Linked DNA regions of Mus musculus: region 1 is linked to region 2. The links are chromatin contacts, called in public HiChIP or PLAC-seq maps. All regions are on one chromosome and are shown on one strand. Each heading gives the region's core, a stretch centred on a gene start, on an enhancer-like site or on the middle of the called end of the contact. The rest is flanking DNA. Distances are from core to core; before and after follow the strand shown.

The links. HiChIP or PLAC-seq counts read pairs in DNA pulled down with a chosen protein or histone mark.
Region 1: a BATF HiChIP or PLAC-seq map of CD8 T cells shows a contact between it and region 2, with 5 read pairs. The contact joins two enhancer-like sites. A contact is called at or near these places in 2 of 484 Hi-C or Micro-C datasets (the Ba/F3 cell line and myeloid progenitors) and 2 of 115 datasets of contacts at active chromatin or transcription factors (CD8 T cells and embryonic stem cells).

The regions. Positions count from the first base shown.
Region 1 is chr1:155,473,597-155,479,158 of GRCm38.p6, reverse strand. No RefSeq gene overlaps it. Among named protein-coding and RNA genes, the nearest start is that of Gm31772, 27 kb to the right of the region's middle. Within about 2 kb of position 2,723, at least 31 of the 459 cell types and tissues checked have an H3K27ac peak or open chromatin away from gene starts, as enhancers often do. A contact at or near this core is called in CD8 T cells, where this site is marked.
Region 2 is chr1:155,049,013-155,054,261 of GRCm38.p6, reverse strand. All of the region lies in intron 2 of Gm41980 (a long non-coding RNA gene), which reads left to right. Among named protein-coding and RNA genes, the nearest start is that of Gm41979, 3.8 kb to the right of the region's middle. Within about 2 kb of position 2,976, at least 166 of the 459 cell types and tissues checked have an H3K27ac peak or open chromatin away from gene starts, as enhancers often do. A contact at or near this core is called in CD8 T cells, where this site is marked.

The DNA.
Region 1 (5,562 bases), core at 1,474-3,973, 430 kb before region 2:
TTCAGAACCCACAGAAAGTAAGAGGTAGAATGGACCTGTAATCTCAGTGCAGTTACAGAAAGATGGGAGGCACAGACCACAGAATCTCTTCATGTTCCTGACCTATCCTGGTTAGCAAGAGACCCTGTCCCAAACAAGATGGCAATCGAGGACCAACAACCAAGGCTGTCCTCTGACTTCTATATGTGTGTCTCGGCATGCTGGCGTGTGTGCTCGAGCACACACACACACACACACACACACACACACACACACACATTTTCAATTGTTTAAGCCCTAAATGTCCCAAAGTTAGATTAAAGTAAGGCTCTTAGTCTATTATTAATCAACTTCTTATTTCTCTGGTAACTCTGATCTTCCTTCCTAAAATTATCTCTCTCCAGCCCATACCTGTGGATTTTTAATCTTAAAAAAATAATAATCACAACCCATCTTTGACCTGTGGTCATTGTTGCTTGCTCGTCCATCCCCAGTCTCTACATCCCCAAGCTGCAGTTGCCGGTGATTCAGTTGTCCATAGCACAACTATAACCCATAATATGTAAGTAAATAGACTGGAATTCATTCAGATTCTTTTCTGCGTGTGTCCGTGGGGGTGTGTGCATGTTTCTCTGTGTGTTTACATGTGTGGGCCTGTGTGTACGGGCATAGGTGAGCCAGCAAATGTGTACACTTACACGTGCAGGCCCAAAGCCAACAGTAAGAGGTTTCTTCACTTGCTCTTCACCTTATTCTTTGAAGCAGAATCTCTCAGTCAAACCCAGAGCTTGCCAATATGGCCATTCTTGCTAGGCAGCTTGCTCCTGGGAGTCCCTGGGAGTCCCTGCCTCCCACAGGCTGCCACACTGAGAGCAGAACTCTGGTCCTCCTGTTGTGCCGTGAGTGCTTTCCTTACTGAGCTAATCTCCCCAGCCCCACATTAAAACAAAAATTCAATTACTTTTACCATACTGGGCATGGTGGGACATGTCATTAATCCCTGGACTTTAGCAACAGAGGCAGGAGGATCTCTGTGAGTTTAAAGTCAGCTTGATTCATGTAAAAGGATGCTGTCTTAAATCAATCAATCAATCAATGATGATGATATAAAAATCAACTATATTATTTATGTTTGTTGTGTTGCACGGTGTACACACATACATACTATGACTTAAGTACAGAGGTCAGAGGACAACTTTCAGAAGTTGACTCTCTCCTTCCGCTGTGTGGATTCTGGGGTTGAATTCAGGTCATCTGTCATGGTAACAGGTGCCGATAGCAGCTACCAGTCCCTAATTTTTCCATTTTAAGATTTAATTTTTTGTTTGTTTGGTTTGGGTTTTTTTTTTTTCATTGAAACAGAGTTTCACTATTTAGCCCTATATGGCCTAGAAACTCACAAAATAGTCTTTTAGCACACATCTTTTACAAGGCTTACATGTGGGCTGCCATACCTGCCCAGCGTTCACACGGATTCTGAAAATCTGAAGTCAGTTAGTTCCTCACCCTTTGATGGAAAGGATTTTATCCACAGAGCCATCTCTCCAGCTCATATCGATAAATCTTCTTCTCACTAATGACTCTGCTGTTTTGAAAATTAAATATACTTAATTCAAAACATTTAAAACTAATTCCAAGATTTAGATTCCTTCTGTTAGAATTAATGTAATTTTAGAGCATAATAAAATGATATCAGGATAGAAATGGGCATGTGTGTATATGTGTGTGAGTGTTTATGTGTCTGAGTGTGGTGTGTGTGTGTGTGTGTGTTTGTGTACGTGTGTGTCCAGCATACAAGCAGAAATTTGCATATAACAGAGAAGACTTCTAAATAAGTCTGGTAGGTTCTTGTCTTACTGCATGAAGAAGGCTCCATGGTTCTTGTCTCCTCCAAGGAAACCATTCAACCAATACGTACCAATAGCTACAGCAGGACTTTATTTAGGAAAGAATTTTATTTAGTAAGGCAAAGTAATACATATATCCCAGAGAGAAATCAGAGCGGGCTGGTGGGGGGAGGTGTGTAGCAACACGCTGGGTTTTAAAGAACTTTTTTGTGAATATTTATGAGGTGGATGTCATATTCATAGGGCTAAGTTGGTCCTTTTCCTCTCCCAAATGATGTTGGATCAGATTTCCTAGTTACGATAATTCCTCCCATGATCTTCTTGAAAAGCCCATAGCAGGGGCAGGCTGAGTGGCATACACTTTTCATCTCTGCACTTGGGAGGCAGAAACAGGAGGGCCTCTGTGAGTTTGAGGCTAGCTAGTCTGGTCTACAGAGTGAGTTCCGGGATAGCCAGAACTGAAGGGAGAAAGGAAGAAAAAAAGAAAGAAAGAGAGGGGAGGAGAACAGAACAGAACAGAAGACAGAGACAGGCAGGAAGATAGACAAAGAAGGGAGGAGGGAAGGATGGAAGGAGGGGAGAAGGAGGAGAAGGAGAAATGTTCACAAAGGGTGAAGGATGGGGTTTTATTTATTTTATGTATCTGAGTACACCATTGCTCTCTTCAGACACACCAGAAGAGGGCAGAGGATGGGGTTTTATAAAAAACAAAAACAACAACAACAACAAAAAACAGACTGAGAGTGATATTTTGATGAAGCCAGGACTAGGGATACAGACTCCTTCTGTGTGTGTACGTGGCAACTAAGAAAGCTTCATGGTGCCTTAGTTTTCGATATAACAGGAAGAACCTATGAACAGCTTCAAGAAAGCTTAACCACAAAGAGGCATTCTGACCACCAGATGACACAGCCACCAAGATACAGCCACAGTTTCCTTGCTTACCCCATAACCTGTTTCCTTGGTTACTGAAGCCAACCCCTTGCCTCTCCATTCTCACTTCTAGGCACTCTTCTCAAGTGGCTTGGACTACGGACTCTGTTGTCCTTCCCCAGAAAGTCTGTATCACTCAGCTGTATCAACACCAAGAGTTCTGTTGCATGTTTGAAGAAAACAAACTCTAATAATACATTTTAAAAATAAAGGCCGGGCAGTAGTGGCACACCCTTTAATCCCAGCACTTGGGAGGCAGAGGCCGGCAGATTTCTGAGTTCGAGGCCAGCCTGGACAGCCAGGCTACACAGAGAAAGCCTGTCTCAAAAAACCAAAAAAAAAAAAAAAAAATTAAGGCCATCAAGGTGGCTCAGCAGATAAAGGCAACTTGCCATTAAGCCTGTTGTTGAATTCCTAGCACCCACATGGTGGAAGGAGAAAACTTATTGTTTCACTTATTGTTCCTCTGGCCTCCATGTGCATACAGTGGCACACACATATTATACACACATAACAGTATATGGGTTTCTTTTTACAAAATATTATTTATTGAGAAGTTCAGACATTGTATTTTTGTTCATACCCATTCCTTCCCCAGCTCCTTCCAGATCCACCCCACATCTCCTACCCATCCAACTCTGTGTCTTTACTACTCTGATTTTTAATCTATGAAGTACAATTTGTGTTGCCTGTGTACTTTTGGGTGTGTGGCTACACACTGAAATGTGTTCAACCTACCAGAGGCCACGCCCTTAAATGATCAAATATGTGAAGATTTGACATTAGTTGGAGATTATTCAGTATAGTGACTGATGCTCTAATTCCACTTATGTTGCTGGGTGTGAGAGAAGAGATGCACAGCTACTGAGATGGGAAGAAGAAAGAAAGATGGGCTGTTTGTACATGAGAAATAGTAAGGAGCACACCTACTTAAATCATATTAATTTGCTCATGTGAAATACTTAGTTCTTATGTTAGATATAAGAAACTAAATTGAAATATTCAAACCTGAATAGTACCAGGAGAACAAGTGGACCAAAATCTTATACAGATAATATTGCTTTAATGGAAATAAAAAATAGATGTGTAAAAAAAAAATCCCCTCTCCCTCTATTGGCAGCAGTGAATTACCAATTACAATCAGCAAAGGCTGAGACTTTGTGCTCACTTCCCCCTCCAGGCCGGGACTTCTTTTGGCTTGAACTTCCCCTGGTTTTGTGCACTCTGACCCAAAGCTGTGAGTTCATGTGTGCAGCTGCCTTGTACCAATGACACATTTTTGAAAGAACAATTCTGCCAAGTCGATTTGGCCAACATTCCCCTAACCTAGACCCTGTGTTCATCTTAATAATGTCCTATTCACTGAAGCCCTTCTTTCTTCCATGGCACTAGGTTCCCATTTGTCTTTGCCCAATTCAGGATTGAGCACAGGTCTGAAACAATGCTGCTTCTACTCATTACGTTAACTACTGAGTAACACCCATCTAGCTCTGATTTTTCTTTGATCCGTGCAGGAAGGTTATCGGGATCACCAGCAGGGACAATAAATACCTCTACAAGTGTAAGTGACTTGACTGGCAGAGAAAGATGCTGAATTATGCTGCAAATGCATCAGGGGTCGCCTCTGGTCCTGTGCAGCATTCTTGGGCTGGAGTGGTCCTTCAGAGATGCCCTGAGTACAGCAAGGGTCTGGACCTCTGCTCCCTCAGCCTCTCCCTAATTAGATGAGACCATATGAAGAACGTATATCAAATGTGCTGTGCGAATATTTGAAGTGTAGTAACTCTTAGAGAACCCGAGGCAATCCTTTATTAAGGACAAAATAAAACAAAAACGAATTAGTCATTTATGAAACCCTTTCTGAGGTCCTGTGACCTCTGCTACCTGACAGCCATGTATCCTGGCAACAGTCTCTGGGCTTCATGCCTAGCTTGCATCATCTCCCACAGGGTAAGAGCATCACTTTTAATGGGCTCTATTGTTTCTTACCCTCCTGAAAAAAAGAACAGGTCTGTTTGCAAATGGACCTTCTTCCCAGGACGCGGGTCTGAGGGATAAAGGTGTCTGTGCCCATTAGGAAACTCAAGGGGATGTGGACAAAGATGTGTAGGAGCACTTTCTCTGCTGTTTTGGTTTGATTTAGTTTTTGAGCTAGAGATTGCTGTTGCCCAGGTGGGCTTTGAACTGGTCCTCCTGTCTCCACCTCCCAAGGACTGAAAGTGCAGGTATGCACCACCATGCTTGGATTCTGAGTGCTTTAATTAAAACAACACAATTAAGCAAAACCTTTTAAGATTTTTTTCCTCTAAGATTTAAAAGTTTTTAAAATAGAGACCAGGCACCACCTGGTCTCTAGTGATGTGATCTCTCCAGAGCTCTCCCACCGCCCCCTGCGAACCCAGCACCTCCTAACCTTCTTAGGCTTCTAGCTCTGTGAAACCTCCTGTAATCTGCTCAACACAATCTGGATCATTCACCTTTGACCTCTCCTGGTCTTGGTTCTACCTTGTGGTTGTTCAATAAACACCGATTAAATGAAAAACACTGATTTAACCTTTTCTTCATCCTCTTTGAGCCTTCAGATCTTTATCACTGCTCTTACCTTAAATCCTCTCTCTCTCTCTCTCTCTCTCTCTCACACACACACACACACACACACACACAGAGCCATTTAAAAGTATCCTTAGTACATATAATATTTCTAAATAGTGGGATTGAGTTTCTAATGAATTTGAGCCAGAAGCTGTTTTATATGGAATGTAATTTTGTGCAAGCTCAAACCCCTAATTTGATATTTAATCTC
Region 2 (5,249 bases), core at 1,727-4,226:
ACACATAGACACCGTTCCTCCCCTCAGAGTGTATATCCACCCTCCCATTGCCTTCTGTCTTCTTCCCCAGTACCCGCCATCTCCGATGCTCATCCACACAGGAGGGGCAGGTGGATGGGTTGTTTCTTTTTTTTTCCTTCTCTCTTTTTCTTTCTTTCTTTCTTTCTTTCTTTCTTTCTTTCTTTCTTTCTTTCTTTCTTTCTTTCTTTCTTTCTTTCTCTCTCTCTCTCTCTCTCTCTCTCTCTCTCTCTCCCTCCCTCCCTCCCTCCCTCTCTCTCTCTCTCTTTCTAATTTTTGATGTTGCTGATTTTATTTGTTTGTTTTGTTTTTCTCAAGACAAGGTTTCTTTGTGTAGCCTTGGCTCTTCTGAAACTCACTCTGTAGACCATGCTGGTCTCAAACTCTTGATCCACCTGCCTCTGCCTCTGCCTCTGCCTCTGCCTCTGCCTCTGCCTCTGCCTCTGCCTCTGCCTCTGCCTCTGCCTCTGCCTCTGCCTCTGCCTCTGCCTCTGCCTCTGCCTCTGCCTCTGCCTCTGCCTCTGCCTCTGCCTCTGCCTCTGCCTCTGCCTCTGCCTCTGCCTCTGCCTCTGCCTCTGCCTCTGCCTCTGCTGGAATCAAAGTGCCACTCCCCCTCCGCCAGCAGGTTTCTTTTCTCCCTACTCTTACCCAGTTCCACCTTTCAATGGCAGCCAGGCTGAGCTTTGAGACACTCCCAGTTCCTGCCACCCCCCACCTGGAGAGTGGGAGCCAGCTCCTGTTCTGCTGCTGCTTCCCACCCTCCCCTTCCCTTCTCTGTCCTCACCCACAGAGCCCTGCTGCTGAGGACATCCTACTCAGAGCCTGGCTCTGGCCTCCTGCTCTGGCCTCCCTCTGGGTCTGGAATGCTTTCCTTCTCTGTTTCTTCTCATCTGGCAAGTGCCACTTTGAATCTTAGGCCCACAGTAGAGGCATCATCCTTGATCTCTCTTAAGTGGCCAGCCTGGGCTAGACTGGGCTAGACTCTTGTCACAAAGGAACACTCCACTTCTGAACCCATAGTAAGAGGATGAAGAGCAAAGAAGCTAGAGCGAAAAGAACTGTAAATCCATTGGCATTCACATATGCTAATGAATGCCCGGATAGAAAGCACAGGGATGCCTGCACACTTCAGCAGTGTGACCTTGGTGCCACAAGATGGGATGACAAACGAATAAAGCCCGAGTCCCAACAGCTAACTTAGAAGCGCATTCCTGAGCAGACAAGCAGAGGTCTGGAAGAGAAAAGAATGCAGCTGTGTGGAGGGGCTAAGGGTGAGAAGGAAGAATGGATGAGCAGGAGGCAAAAGCATCCAGCCCTTGGAGATTCTGCCTTGGGAAACGATGCGAAAGAAGTGAAATTACTTCCGAGATAGGAAAACAATCCGTTTTCACTCTCAGGAATCAAGTTACCCCTCCTTCACTGACTCAATGGGCTGGCTGTGGTTTCAGGAGAGCCCCAGACAGTCTAGAACAAAGACGTCTTGCTCAGCTTTGCATTTCAAACTTGATTCCCCCCTCCCACCCTGCCCGCTCCCTAGCTAGTGAATGCTTAATATTCTCAGAGCCTGGGTGCTGAGAGAGAGAGAGAGAGAGAGAGAGAGAGAGAGAGAGAGAGAGAGAGAGAGAGAGAAGGCTTCCCATTTTTCAAGGAGATCCTTTGTCTCTATCTAGAAGTGCAGCTTGGGCACTTGAGAGAGCATAAAGCAAAGCGTTCAGTCTCAGCACTGAGAAGAGTTAATTCAGGAAGAAAGGAGCTTAGGCCCCGAGGATAGAAGACTGGAAAACCTGGCAGGAGGCTCAGAAGACACGAGGAGGAAGGTGCCATGGGCCCTACCTGCTACCCAGAGCCTCAGGGTGGAATGTCAAGGGGGTAGTAACAGCCCTTCACAGGAAGTAGGAAGTTGAGAGGCTATGCTCCACTTCACATATGGGTCTCTGTGACTCCCTCCATGTCTTTCCATAGCAGCCTAACACTTTGGAAACACAAGCAAATTGTGCTTCAGCAGAGAAAAGGGCTTTGCTTTCCTGTAGCTTGCCTCAGACTAAACTTTCCAAGTGGTCTCTGGAAATACATAAGGAGGCTGGGTGTGAGGAGTCAGGACTCTGTCATGAGCTTATTGGGCCAGGGGGAGCCCTTGGCAGCATTTCCAAGTGGAGATCCAGAGCTGGGTCCTGAGGGAAGATAGGGCTGAGCTCAAGGAGTCTGGTGACAGGGAGCAGCTAGCCAGCCAGGAACATTTGTTAGGCATTGTCTGCACGCTGGGAACAAGTCATGTGTGTCCCAAACCCAGCTGGACAAGCCGCAGGCGAGGATGTGGCTCCGGGACAGCATGTGAGACGGGCATTTAAGGGCTTTCATTCACGATAAGGTCAAACAATCCCACGGCATACTGAGTGTGATCTGGTCCGGTTCTCCTGTGAGCTGGTTGGCTGGCTTCTGAAGGTGGTGCTGCTGCTTCAGTTCATCACAGCTCATTGGAGCCGCACTTGGAGGTTGAACAGACAAAAACAGACCTCACACAGAGACACAGCGGTGAGAAAAATCCACAGAGGAGTAAATAGAGAGACCTGAGAATGCAGTCTGGAGAAAGGGCATTTGGGGTGACACCAGTCCTTTATGGCTCCCAAGAGCAGAGACAGTTCATGGACCATATAGGGACATTTAATCTCCAGTTCTAGCAAGCTGTCTACTGATCTGAAGCTAGCACATGCTGAACCAGGAGACTTCCTGGATTTGGTACCTCCAAGCAGAAGCCAGGACGCTGTGTAGGAGACTTGGGCATCTGTTTTGGTCACAAATCTGGACAACCTTCAAGTCCCCAACCCACTTACCCTCACCTTAAGACTTGATGACTGCCGAGTGAAATTCTAATTTTACACTTGCTGACTCAGAGGCAGAGGAGGATCTAGCTTTGAGTCAGAGCACCCATGTGGAAAGACCTCACTTCTTGGAGCTGGCTTCGAGCGTGGCTCTACCACTCACCAGCTGGGTGCCCTGGACAACTCCCTTCACCTCTCAGATCATGGTGTTCTGGTTTGTAGGATGGAGATGTTTGCCCAGGGTTAGGTTAGCACTTAGAACATCAATATAATAAAAGGTTAAGATGTGGCAGATTGTGTGAGAACTAGAGGAGCTTCACCATGCTATAAAACCACGGGACTACCCACGGGGCTTGTTTTCTTATTCATCAGAGCAGATGATAGTGTGAGAACATTCAGTTTAACACAAAGGCAAGGCAGATGCTGATGTAGGGTGGACGGGTTCTACCTTGAGTTGTCATAATAGAGAAGCGGCTTGGGGAGGGCACTTAGGACTCAGCTGGAGCAGCAGCGGCCAGGAGGAAGTTCTCACTAAGGCAAGATGGTCTCCTTTTGCTCTGTTCTCGAGCGTCTAGTTCAGCTGTGGAGATATTTTCACTCTTTAGCGAAGACAGTGGTCCATATCTGCCGACCCCTAGGTGACATCCAATTTGGACCAACTTGTGGCTGTGAAGTGGTCACAATTGAAGGTTTCAGTTTGTCTCAGCCTTAGCCTGCTCTTACACGTATTCTCCTAGCCTCGGCTTCATCTGGCTTAGCCCTTTCCCGTTTCTTGCATCCCAGCCTTGTCCCTGTGAGCCAGCTCCTGGTTCACAAGGAGGAAAGAAAGATTTCTGCCTCTCCCCAGGACCCTTGGTTGGTCAGCTGGGGTTGCTGGTGGGGTTGCTGAACAAGGCAGGCAGCCCCACATGGCGTGGTTGTGGGCAAGAAGCTGATCTGCACTGTGTGGGGGTGGGGACTGACGAGAACAGGCCCACAGTCCTGCCCCCCCCCCCTGCCTTCTGGCTGGAGGAAGTGAGTCCAGCCTGGGGCCTCAGCAGCTGAATCAGTGGTTCTTGGAAGGTGATGATGTCACCGTGACATGGCTGTTCCCCTCCCCCAGTCAAAGTCAAAAGGAGAGTGAGCGACACAAGTTTCTCAGGCAGAGGCCTGAAGCTCTTAGGGAAGTCTGTGTTCACAGTCTGTGCTGGTCCCTTGATGCTACCTTGGTAGCCATTGTCATCCTTGGACTTCCGCTCTTCTCACCCTTGTCCTTTTCATCATCCTGTGTGCTGGAATTCTGGGAAAATATTGATGATATTTTCTTTTCTTTTTTGGGGGAGTGGGGGGGAGGGGACGGGCGTGTCTAATGTTTTCCAGATTGGCATGGACTAGCTGAGAAATTGAGGATGACTTTTTATTTTATTTTATTTTTATTTCATGTTTTGCCTGCTTTTATGTTTCTGAGGGTGTTGGGTCCCCTGGAACTGTGAGCTGCCCTGTGGGTGCTGGGAAGTGAACTCAGGTCCTCTGGAAAAGCAGCCAGTGCTCTTAACTACTGAGCCATCTCTCCAGTTCCCTGTGGATGACAGTTTCTAATCCTCCTGCCTCTACTGGAGTGCTAGGGTTTATGGACGTGACCACATGCTGGGGAGAGAACTCTTGGGTGGTACATGCTCAGCAAGCAGTTACCAACAGATCTACACTGGCAGCCCATCTTGATGATTTTAACCGTTTCCTGTCTTTGTTCTCCCATATGAATAGATGCACAAATCATAGAATATCATCTTGTCTGGCCAGGTGTGGTGGACTTTTTGGGATACAGAACTATCATGTCCTCTTAAAGACAGCATGTGAAAATGTATGCCTCATTTCCAGTTTCACATCTTTGCCTTTAAAAAAAAATTAATCACTTCTTACTGTTAGGGGCCGTGTCTCACTGGGCTGAGTGGGGAAATGCTAAGCTGCCATCTTTCCCCTGTCAAGGGCTCCCCCATTACCTCACTACCTCATGGTTGGGAACGTGGTGAGAGACTGGAGATGGATAATTTTCTCTTCTTAGGTGTCAGCTGCTGTAATGAAAGCCAACAGCATTCTACTGTGAGGCTCTGGGGGAACCCAGCTGGGCTGGCTAGGCCAGGGATTCCCTAAAAACAAAACAAAAACAACACCCAGTCTTCCTGGAGACCTTGTGTTAGACTCACTTGGGATAAAACGGGGCCTTTTGTCAGTTGGCTTCTGCTTCTCCAGACCAACCTTGATGGTACAGGGAGCCCTGGCAATGCCTTACACTGCCCGATGCTGCCCCCTGCAGGTGCATTGCCGACAGGGTCCCGCTGTCTCCCTTGGCCAAATGGTGGCTCTTCATCACCTGAAGTTGTCAGAGCAGTTAATAGAGCATGAACAGGAAGAAAATTAGGCTTTTCTGAGTGA